Linked DNA regions of Mus musculus: regions 2 and 3 are each linked to region 1. The links are chromatin contacts, called in public Hi-C maps. All regions are on one chromosome and are shown on one strand. Each heading gives the region's core, a stretch centred on a gene start, on an enhancer-like site or on the middle of the called end of the contact. The rest is flanking DNA. Distances are from core to core; before and after follow the strand shown.

What was found. A called contact is a pair of places that touch in the nucleus more often than the background predicts.
Region 2: a Hi-C map of cerebral cortex shows a contact between it and region 1, with 2.2 times the contacts expected there. The contact joins two enhancer-like sites. A contact is called at or near these places in 11 of 484 Hi-C or Micro-C datasets (the AML12 cell line, the G1E-ER4 cell line, the MC3T3-E1 cell line and 5 more), 4 of 115 datasets of contacts at active chromatin or transcription factors (craniofacial prominence, embryonic hindbrain, embryonic stem cells and 1 more) and 4 of 9 other capture datasets (adipose tissue, embryonic stem cells, liver and 1 more).
Region 3: a contact with region 1 is called in a Hi-C map of cerebral cortex, with 4 times the contacts expected there. The contact joins two enhancer-like sites. A contact is called at or near these places in 9 of 484 Hi-C or Micro-C datasets (the AML12 cell line, the HL-1 cell line, cerebral cortex and 6 more), 4 of 115 datasets of contacts at active chromatin or transcription factors (bone marrow-derived dendritic cells, embryonic stem cells, fibro-adipogenic progenitors and 1 more) and 3 of 9 other capture datasets (adipose tissue, liver and pancreatic islet).

What each region holds. Positions count from the first base shown.
Region 1 is chr12:91,640,111-91,643,675 of GRCm38.p6, reverse strand. It overlaps Ston2 (stonin 2), which reads left to right. Exons shown (of 7, transcript NM_175367.6): 6 at 1,753-1,955. Among named protein-coding and RNA genes, the nearest start is that of Gm16876, 40 kb to the left of the region's middle. Within about 2 kb of position 1,910, at least 76 of the 459 cell types and tissues checked have an H3K27ac peak or open chromatin away from gene starts, as enhancers often do. A contact at or near this core is called in cerebral cortex, where this site is marked.
Region 2 is chr12:91,748,347-91,751,911 of GRCm38.p6, reverse strand. All of the region lies in intron 1 of Ston2 (stonin 2), which reads left to right. Among named protein-coding and RNA genes, the nearest start is that of Gm34718, 6.7 kb to the left of the region's middle. Within about 2 kb of position 1,916, at least 28 of the 459 cell types and tissues checked have an H3K27ac peak or open chromatin away from gene starts, as enhancers often do. A contact at or near this core is called in cerebral cortex, where this site is marked.
Region 3 is chr12:91,709,374-91,712,938 of GRCm38.p6, reverse strand. All of the region lies in intron 4 of Ston2 (stonin 2), which reads left to right. Among named protein-coding and RNA genes, the nearest start is that of Gm16876, 29 kb to the right of the region's middle. Within about 2 kb of position 1,953, at least 53 of the 459 cell types and tissues checked have an H3K27ac peak or open chromatin away from gene starts, as enhancers often do. A contact at or near this core is called in cerebral cortex, where this site is marked.

The DNA of each region.
Region 1 (3,565 bases), core at 661-3,160:
AAAAAAGAGAGAGAGACAGAGAGAAACCATTTCTCAATATTCCAGAAATGTCCATGAATGCTAATTAGAAAGAAACAAATATTCAGGTCCCTATCTGAGTTAAGAGGCCTTCCACACCGTAGTGAACAGCTTCCGAGGCAGCGCACCGAGTATGCAGGACCTGGTTTGACGTTGGTGAGATCTGAATTGTATTCTTGGTGCTGCTGCTTAATGGTGGTGTGCCCTCATGCAATTGACCTAGCCTTGTCAGAGAGATCTAATTTTTCTCATTTACGAGATAGGGTTATTAGTACCTAGCTCATTCAGAGTGAAATTGGGGAATGCTTTTCAGTGTGAAGCACAGTTTTCATAGAGATGACAAATGACAGCTCTGTAATTAGTCCGTGGCACCCAAAACAATAGATTGAACAGATGTGTTTTCAGATACCATCAAGTTCTGATTAATTTATGTGTGTGTGTGTGTGTGTGTGTGTGTGTGTGTGTGTGTGTATTAGTTTCTGTTCCTTTCCTAAAAGCCAGTGCAAATTTTTCTGTTAAATATCCTAGCCTTACTCTTTAGAAATAACCATTAAATTATGCTACATCTGCGAAAAACAAATACCTCACTCTGGAGTGATTTCCTTGGAGAGAGGGTGTGCGTCTCCTGACTCTCCGAGATTGAAAAACCCTGCCCAGAGCAATAAAGGAAATTGAAATTGTTGACTCGAAGAGGCAGAGAAGAGTTATACCATCAGTCAAAGCCACATCACAGTTTATCTGTAGTCATCTGCCGCCTCTCATCTCTACACTGTCATCCTGCAACCTGGTCTCCATGTTTCAGGGGCCATGAAATTATGACTCAGACAAAGGGGTAGCAGGCCACAGTCACAGCTCTGACACTTTTCTTCGCTGTGACCCCCTGAACCCTCCTCAGCCACCCTAAGACAGTGGTTCGGCAGATCAGATCATTGGTCCAGTGCACTGTGTCCCCCCAGTTTTCCTGTGTGCTGTCCATAACTCTGTCACTTTCATACATCACCCACCCGCAGAAACATGCCCGAGGCACCTCTGAAAATACAAAATGCTATTAGGAGAATTCATCTTATAAAGGAGAGCAGTTTGCTCCAGGCGGCTGTCGCTGATGGTTTCTTGGGTGCCAAGTGCTAATCTCATCTGCTCATTCTTCCAGTCTCAGGCCTCTTTCTTAGTGTTTGTGCTGTGTCCGCACAGCCAGCCCTTGGATCTAAACAGTCATAAAAGCCTATTTCTCAGGCTGTGGACTTTTTTTCCCATTTGTTTTTTTGTTTGCTCTCATTTTTACAAATGATGTTTAATCACCTTGGTACTTCTTTTTATTTATTTATCTTCTATTTTATGTGCATTGGAGTTTTGCCTGCATGTCTGTCTGTGTGAAGGGGTCGGCCCTCCTGGAACTGGAGTTAGAGAGAGTTGTGAGCTGCCGTGAGGGCGCTGAGAACTGAAACTAGGGTCTTCCATAAGAGCCGCCATTGCTTTTAACCACTGAGCCCTCTCTCTCTAGCCTCCATGGACTGTGGCTTTTATGCTGGTGTCCAGGCTGCTGTAATCAAGAGGCACAGGATGAAAGGGTCTGAGGCTCTCAGAGCCTGATGTCTGGGGAAGCGCCTGATTGGACCCTCAGCAAGCAGCCAGGCTCGGAGCCTGCAGCGTTAGCAGGGTGGCGCATTAGCCTCCTTTCCCTTTTCATTTCCTCCTCAAAGGACTTAACGTCTGGATGCTTTCTTTCTGTTGCAGCTTCTGGCCACCCACACTGTTTCTTTTGCCACCTTGAGCTTGGCTCTGACCGGGAAGTGCCTTCCAGATTTGCCAACTATGTAAACGTTGAGTTCAGCATGCCCACGACTTCTGCCTCCAAAGCAGCCGTGAGATCCGTGTCTGTGGAGGACAAGCCTGACGTCAGGAAGTGGGTCAATTATTCTGCACACTACAGCTACAAGGTAGCCTGGAGAGGGCTTCCCGCTGAGGTGTCCAAGCCCATTTGTCTGCCCCGCCCCTCCCCCCACTCCTTCCAGCAGATGCTTCTTATATAGGCCCTTTACATTCATAGCTGTGGGTGAATCTGCTCTGACTTTAATGAAATAATCCCTCGCGGGTAAGAGAGAAACTAGGCAAAAACTTAAGGGGCTGATGAGAATGTATTATCTGACGTAAATAGCAGCACAAAGAACAGTGGGACGAAGCGGGACCTGGTCCCATCTGTGGTAAGATTTCTGCTTTGGAGGGATTGATCTTGGAAATGGGGGCAGGGAGGGCTGGGAACATGATAAGCTGAAGCAAATATTTCGTCTACGGGAGTTGTGTATCAGAACCCAGCAGAGGCACTGGACTGTAGGAGTGCAAACTTAAAAGCCAAACCCTTTCACAGTGATAATGGGATCGAGACTGGGGGGGGGGGGGTTTCAGTCAAAACTGGAGAGCCGGTTTTCTTGCTGGGGGGGGGGGGGTACTGGGGGCTTTGAAGACAGGGTCTCCCCCTGTAGCTCAGTCCAGCTTTGAGTTCTGTTTTCCAGCCTGTGAGCACTCAGATTATAGGTAGATCACCGTGAAACAGGGGCTTGCAACATATCAAAATGATAATGTCCTGCGGAGGGAAGAGAAAAGTCTCGGTGAAAGATTTCACAGAGTCATTGGATCATTTCCTACATATAATGATAACCACAGATTTATATAATTTATGATTCCTCTAAATACTTTCTTAGTTGTAGCATCTAAAACTGTTTTAACTACCAAGAAGAACGAATGCCCCATCTTGTGGCCATGATAAAACTAGCAGTTCCCGCAACCATGGACTGCAAGCTGTCTTCAGTTGTCGCCTCCAATGAAGAAAACATTCCGTGCTGAGAAGCAGCCCAAGTCATGGGATTGCTAAGTGCAAAGAAGTCCCTTCCTAAGAGGCTTTAGTCAGGCGTGATACTCTTTAAAAGCAGTTTATTTAGTTACTTATTTATTTAATGTGTGTGGGTGTTTTGTCTGCATGTATGTCTGTGCCTGAGGAGACCTTGGCACTGGAGTCACAGACAGTGGTGAGCCACCATGTAGGTGCTGGGAATTGAACCCAGGCCCTCCAGAAGAGCAGCCAGTGAGTGTTCTTAACCACTGAGCCATCTCTCGAGCCCAAGGCATGCTACTTTCATGTTTCTTTTCTTTTTCTTTTTCTTTTCTTAAGATTTATTTATTTTATTTTTATGAGTGCACTGTAGCTGTCAGACAAACCAGGAGAAGGCATCGGATCCATTACAGATGGTTGTGAGTCACCATGTGGTTGCTGGGAATTGAACTCAGGACCTCAGGAAGAGCAGTCAGTGCTTTTAACTTCAGAGCCATCTCTCCAGCCCAGAGAGCAACTTCTTGACAGGATTTTGCAGGAGGTCGAACAGAACAATAAATGTTCCAATTCTTATTAGTGTAAAGACTTTTTAAAAATGAAATAATGAAGGGCCTTAAGTGGTCAATGACAGAGACATTTAGTCACTCTATTCACCATTGCCTACTGGAATCCCACACCATTGAATAAAATCAACGAGATCTGTTCTTATCCCTCGAACCT
Region 2 (3,565 bases), core at 667-3,166, 110 kb before region 1:
CAAGGAGTTGTACTGGGATGGGAGAGGGGATCAGACACCTGCCAGAGAGAGCTCAGAGACCCTTTGGGAGGACTGGAGTGCATATCCACTGACGGAAACCATATAAAACTTCCTAAAGATGCTGTGAGATCCAAGGTCACAAAGACCATTGTAGTCAGTCAGTACTGAGGGGGCCTTTGAGTATATATTACAGCTTTCAGTTTGGTGCTATTGTGGGATTCTCGAGTGTGCAGACAAGTGGGTCTCTGTTTCTTGTGCCTTCTCTTGGGCTCTTCTCTTTGTTTGTATGTTTTGTCCTATTCCAATGTGTTAGGTTTTGTTCTTTTTATTATTATGGTTATTATTATGACTATTCCCTAGACGTCTGTTTTGTAATGACAGAAAGGGGTAGACCTCAAAGGGAGGGGAAGTAGAGAGGAACTGGGGAGGATAAAGGGAGGAGGAACCATAATCAGGATGTAGTATGTTAGAAAAAAATCTATTCTCTTTTTTATTTTTATTTTTTGGTTTTTCGAGACAGGGTTTCTCTATGTAGCCCTGGCTGTCCTGGAACTCACTCTGTAGACCAGGCTGGCCTCGAACTCAGAAATCCACCTGCCTCTCTGCCTCCCGAGTGCTGGGATTAAAGGCGTGCGCCACCACGCCCGGCTAAAAATCTATTTTCAATAAAAGGAAAAAAAAAACTACTAAAAAAATATCGGAGACAACCTGAAGGATATAGCCCCTTTCCTTCGGAAGCTCTCAGGCTAGCCGGCAGCCAACCACACAGCGGTCACTTTCATTATCACTGGATAATGAACGAGCATAGGTTGCAATAGCATCAGCACACGGAACAACAGGGAGTGGGACGTGAGACTAGCGGAAACTGGGGACGGACGGATACACTGTCTGCGTTCTTAAATGAAGCAACAGAAACTGAGCCTGGCTAATGTAAGAAGGAAATGAGTTTATGGGATGCATCGGAGAAGTCACTGCATTGTCAGCTGCCAAACTTGGTTTGGAAAATAGGTTGAGAATCACAAGACAGGCAGCAGTGGCCAGAGCCAGGGGAGTGCAGTGGTACTGATTGATTAGGGTGCCGTATTTGGTTCCGTCACTACTGAATCCGGATGCTACTACACTGAGCACGTACCAGATTTCCATTGCTTGCAAGCTGCTTATGCATCCTTCAAAGTCCATGTACCACTGAGCACGCTCTCAAGATCCTAATGCCTGCTGATAAAGGTTGGATCACCCCGCAAGAGGAACAGAAAGTATTTTTTTTTCCTTTCAAAAAACATGGAGATTTTGGATATTAGGTGGAAAAACCAAATAGCACAACAAATATTCCCATTATGAACATTTCATAGCAAAGGAGTCTGTCTTCTCTTTCTTTGGATTGAATGGCTACCACTTAGAGTAGCACTTCTCAACCTGTGGGTCGAGACCCCTTTGGGGATTGAATGACCCTTCGAGAGGAGTCGCCTAAGACCATCAGAAAACACAGATATCTACATCACGATTCATAACAGGAGCAAATTTACAGTTACGCATGCAATAGCAATGGAAATAACCTTATGGTTGGCGATCCCCATACCGCCAGGAGCTGTATTAAAAGGTCGCAGCATTGGGAAGGCTGAGAACCACCGACTTAATGCTGCGTGAATTAAACCTGTCATTAAGAGGGAGCTAAGATTTTAAGAGGAGCAGAAGCCACATTAAATAACAGCGTATGGGGAAATACATCCCAACGGGAAAATCCTGGGTTTATTAAATAGATAAATATACAGACAAATGACCAACTAGAACAAAGCATTCACAGAAGCAGCCTTTAGTAGAAAATAATTCAGTTTATCTGGAAGAGGGAATTCACACGGGGCAGAACAGATGAGGATAGACTGGCAGCACGCCTGCCCTGAAGCTGCAGTGTTCACTCCTGACAGATACTCAGTGTTGTACGCAATGCTAAGAGCTAGCAGCAGGCAGGCTGTGCCCCTGCTCACAGGGAGCCTTTGTGAATTTCTCCTCCTCGCCCTGTTTTGTGAGTAGCAGTTGAGGAGGTTTTAAGGAGAACGGTGGTACAGCCATTTGCAGGAATTTGGAATCTAGCATAATAAGGCACAGGATAAGGCCGAGTGCAGGGAGATATTGAGACTAGTAACTAGGTAAGGGGTAGTGAGGGCTGAATCCGTGAAAGCGGAGAGAGCTGGTCCAAGGAGCTCTTCAGACTCATTCACTGCACACCACTCCTGCCCCTCTCAGATAAGCATGTTGCAGGCTAGTGCCATTGCTGTGTCTCAGTCCCAAAGGGTTTTGTCTTCGTCTTATGCTCCGGGAACCTTCTTCTAGTTGCAGGTACAGATGAACCCTAGGTAGTCTCTGGACCCTTATTGGACCCCTGCAGTTCTGCAGGACAGGCCATCCGAATAGGCTGGGGAACAGAGGTGACTGTCTAGATCTCTGAAGTGGACTGTAAGCCATGTAAAGACATTATTGGTCTCTTGCATTTCCATGCACTATTCAAGTTCAGAACTCTTTGTACCCAGTGTAGTATGCCTAGTACCAGCTCCTGGTGGTGTCAGCTCCTTGACTGCAGGGCACATTAGAAATGTTGTAACTGATAACTCTTCCTCCAGCTGCTGCTGGACACGGTGAGCAGTGGTCACCTCTCGTGAGCACGCACTGGAGTCACTGTCCAGTCCTCGGCCTTTAACACCTTTTCATTTTCCATGAGATCTTCCCCATAGCTTCTCAGGTCCCTTTGTCCTTCTCTCCCATGGTTCCCAATACAAGCCTCTATCCTCATCAGGCTATCCAGAGATAACCCTTACCAAGCCCATACTCTCACTTGGATCCTTCTGTCTCCAGAACAGTCTCTCTCTCTCTCTCTCTCTCTTTTTTGAGACAGGGTTTCTCTGGCTGTCCTGGAACTCACTCTGTAAACCAGACTGGCCTCGAACTCAGAGATCTAACGACCTCAGCCTCCCAAGTGCTGGCATTAAAGACATGTGCCATTACCACCCGGCTCCCCAAAACAGTCTTACTCTCACCTATTAGTGTTCCAGAGCCCAGGGCTTCCTTCATATCTATGCAACCTGCACCAGGCCTTTGGTTTTCCATGGAGATCTCAGAGATCTCGCCATGGCTGACAGTCATACCACCCCTGCATGACCTTCGGCAGGCAGTTATTTGCCTTGTGTTTGCTCTTCTGTCCTATCTCCTTCAGCTAAGTTATGGCTGCTTAAGGAAGGGTTGCTATCATGAAGGACAGCTGGCACATTTCCAGGAGCACAGAGCTCATACGAGGGACCGGCCTGAGACAATCTCCTTCTGTTGCCTCTGCTGTTAGACGAGTGCGTTCTCCTTACCCACGGTGTAAGGCCTAAGTGATGCTGATGAAGAGGAGAGGTGCCCTTACTATAGCAACCCAGCCGCCCGTGGGATTTCTGCTGTCTCCGAGTCTGTCGCTCCTGCTGCTGACGGTGACTCACTGCTCATCTGTGGTGACTCCAAGCCTCACTTCGTGAATCACAGGCTAAAAGTGGCATGAGGTTTTTACTGAGGAACTAATTCCAGCATGAGCTGA
Region 3 (3,565 bases), core at 704-3,203, 69 kb before region 1:
GGCATTTTGTGTGCATCAACACTCCCTTGGTTTCCTTTTGTCTTTGACTTATGTGGCCATTAAATGCCCACAACTCCCATTTTCACAGTAAGGGAATCTCCTGAGCAGGAGGCAGCTGCAGCAGCTGGAGCTCTTAGGGAGAGAGGCTGGGCTTCCTCTTCACCACTCAGAGCCAGCCCTCTGATTCCTTCCCAAGTCTTCACAGGGACGGGGCACACACTCCCTGTACTGAATGGATGCTTCGATCCCACAGACAGATGTTCAAATCCAGGGTCTGCCATACCAGCCACATGCCCGTCAGCAGTCCTTATACTATATACTTGAAGATTTATATGCACATAGACACGTGTATATGCATGTGCTCTTATTTTTCACATTACTGGGACCAAATACCTGACAAGAACAACTCAAGGATGGCGAGCTTAGCTAATGCTGTGGTTTGAGAGAATGCAGCCCATCCCAGGAGGCAAGCACGGGAGCAGGGGCCTCGAGGTGTTCAGAGCATGTGGCTGTGGCGGGACTCCTCACTGACTCACATCTTAGTGGAACAGGAAGCAGACAGGCAGGAAGCAGGGCCTGGTAAATTTCAAGACCTCCCCCAGTGACTCAGTTTCTCCAGTGACCATCTATAGTCCCCAAGCATCTCCTGCTGGGGACCAAGGGAATAATGACAAGGGGCTCTGGGGACTTTTTTTAAATATTCAAATAATGGAGGCTGGGGGAGGGGAAAAGGAGAGAAAGTGTGTGTTTGTGTCACTAGAGATCAAATGGACGGCCACGCGCATGCTCTGCAAGTGTTCTGATCCTAAGCTCCACCAACCCAAGGCCCTTACTATCTTTATGACTCAATTTTATCATCTGAAAAACAGAAATAATAGTCTGTACCTTTCCACATGTGACAGTTTGTGTAGAACAAGTTACATGATGCCTGACTTGGAAGATGTGACACCAGGGATAAACTTCTTGCCCTGCCAAAGAGGTCTCATGGCCCTGGGGAAGAACACATTGGGCTGTTTACCGAAGAAAACAGGAAGGGCGCTTGGTTCTCGTGTGGGGAAGTTGCTGATGCTAATTCTCATCAGTTCAAGTGGTTAAAATCAGAGTTGTAGCCTGAGCTGGGTGTGGTGCTATTAGTAATTCTTATTATTACTGATAGGTTATTTCCCCACCAGCGAAATGAGCCAATTCAAGCCAGATTAGAGGATATGCATGTCTGTCTGTCTGTCTGTCTGTTGGGAAGCCACTCTCAAGGGAGTTCACTAGTCCCAAGCCAGGGAAGGAGACATAGGGGAGGGAAAGAGAAAGACAGAAAGTACATGCACAGATAGAGGGCGAGAAGAGAGAAAAAGAGAAGAGAGACCAAAGTGTCTGGATTATTTAGGAAAAAGTCTTTGGGCCAGGGGAAATCTCAGTCCCTGGGCTGGAAAGTTCAGGGTAGAGGGTAGGGTATGCCAGGTAGAGACTGAGGGATGCTGGGAGAACCTGGAGGCCTGGTCCATTTTTGCTTGTTAAATATGTGCCTCAGCTGCTTGCCCTGGGTCTGAATCCCAACATTAACTTATCAGTTACTATTATTTTTGCAGTGAGGATCGAACCCAGAGGTTGCTAACATCTTCCTTTTCTCAGCATCATTGTTATAGTTCACAGTCACAAAAAATCTCCTTCCCAGTTGCTTTGTCAGGGTCCTAGGAGGGACCAGATGGTACCCAAGGAGGGGCTTATGTGGAGAGAATTCAGTGAAAGCACGGCAGGAGGCAACAGCTGGCTTCCTAGGCAAGCCCCTGCAGTCTCCCTGGCTGAGCAGAGCATGAGGATGCAGCCAGGACTGGTGCTCTGGCTGTGTCCCTTTGGGTAAGGATGGATCTTGGCACTTGGGCACAGCCTGCCTGATAGTAGACTGCAGGGACCTGAGTCACAGTCCCCTCCCTGTCGTCTGTGTAGGAGTTCTGCAGGGATTTGGCAACCACACAAGACAGAGTGATTTGCGATGTAATTGTGGAGGGAAGGATTCTGTGATCAGCCCACACTTTCTCCTCAGTTTCTCACCAACCACAGGGATAACTACAGGAGCAACACAAACAAATCCCCTGGAGTTGGCTGCCTATGGGGGATGGAGGGATGGAGTGCCAGAGAGTAGAGGTGATGTTCTCTCTGGAGATCCCCATCCCGGGGCAAATGACAGGAGAATTAGGAATAAGCACAACCTCAAAAACACCCTGTTCACAGTCAGCTATTGAATGGACCACAGGGCCCCCAATGGAGGAACTAGAGAAAACACCCAAGGAACTAAAGGGAACTGTAACCCTATCGGAGGAACAACATTATGAACTAACCAGTACCCCGGAGCTCTTGACTCTAGCTGCATGTGTATCAAAAGATGGCCTAGTCGGCCATCACTGCAAAGAGAGGCCCATTGGACTTGCAAACTTTATATGCCCCAGTACAGGGGAACACCAGGGCCAAAAAGGGGGAGTGGGTGGGTAGGGGAGTGGGAGTGGGTGGGTATGGGGGACTTTTGGTATAGCATTGGAAATGTAAATGAGCTAAATACCTAATAAAAAATGGGGGAAAAAAAAAAAAAACCCTGTTCTCTGTCATCCCTGTCCCCAAGGTCTCCTTTGCCTAGATAAGAAAGGCACCTGTCACCTTCATCAGGCCGAGAATGCTACTGCCTTTACACAAGTTTGTACCCAGCCAGAGGATGGGGGGGAACGGGAGCAAGCCCCCTCCTTTGATCTCTGTTCTAAGCAAGGAAGAAAGCACACATAAGCATCTGTAGTCTTTACAAGCTGCTTTAAGTGGTAGGACTCTGGTGTCTGCTTACAGGAAAAGTGTAAATTTTAGTGTAAATTTTAGAGATCAGAATGCACAACTCTGGACAAACTGAGGAGTGTCAGACTCAAATGGCTGTTAACGGAGGCAAGAGTTATCACCGTCCCAGATGCCTGTATGTCACTCACATTTAGAGTCCAGCATTTCCCAGCCTGTGTTCCATGGAGCAACTTTAGATAAGGCAGGACGCTGGGAGCACTTGGTTATGGCTTGCCGTGCCAGCTCTGCTGCAGAGCCACAATGTGCTTGTGCATTACAGACTTGGAAAAGTTCTGAAACATATGTGTACATGCATGTGTGCTTATACACACACACATATGTTCAGTTGAGTTATCCCTCCTGTCTGGTCAGATGTCAAAGTATGGCAACCCGAAACACATGAATTAGCAAGTTTTACTCGAAATTACATATCTTCACTAAAGTGTTGGAAGAAAACAGAACTGGGGGAGAGATGTTTGGTGAACTTGCTGGGATGAGTTAACTTTAGAAGCTGGGGCACTGCTAAACCTCTCCGACTTTCTTTTTTTTTTTTTTGAGGGGTTGTTGTTTTAAGTTCTAGACCCAGAAGGTGTAAAAGTGCATTTGCTCTGCTTCCTTTGTATGTAAACTGCCACGGACTTTGAAACAAATTTAGACCAGATGACCATGGTTCATCTGCATTTAGCTCGCTGCAGTGGAGTTCTGCCAGAGCACAAGGTCTCTCCCCAGCATGTAGGCCTTTTGGTTTTCTTTC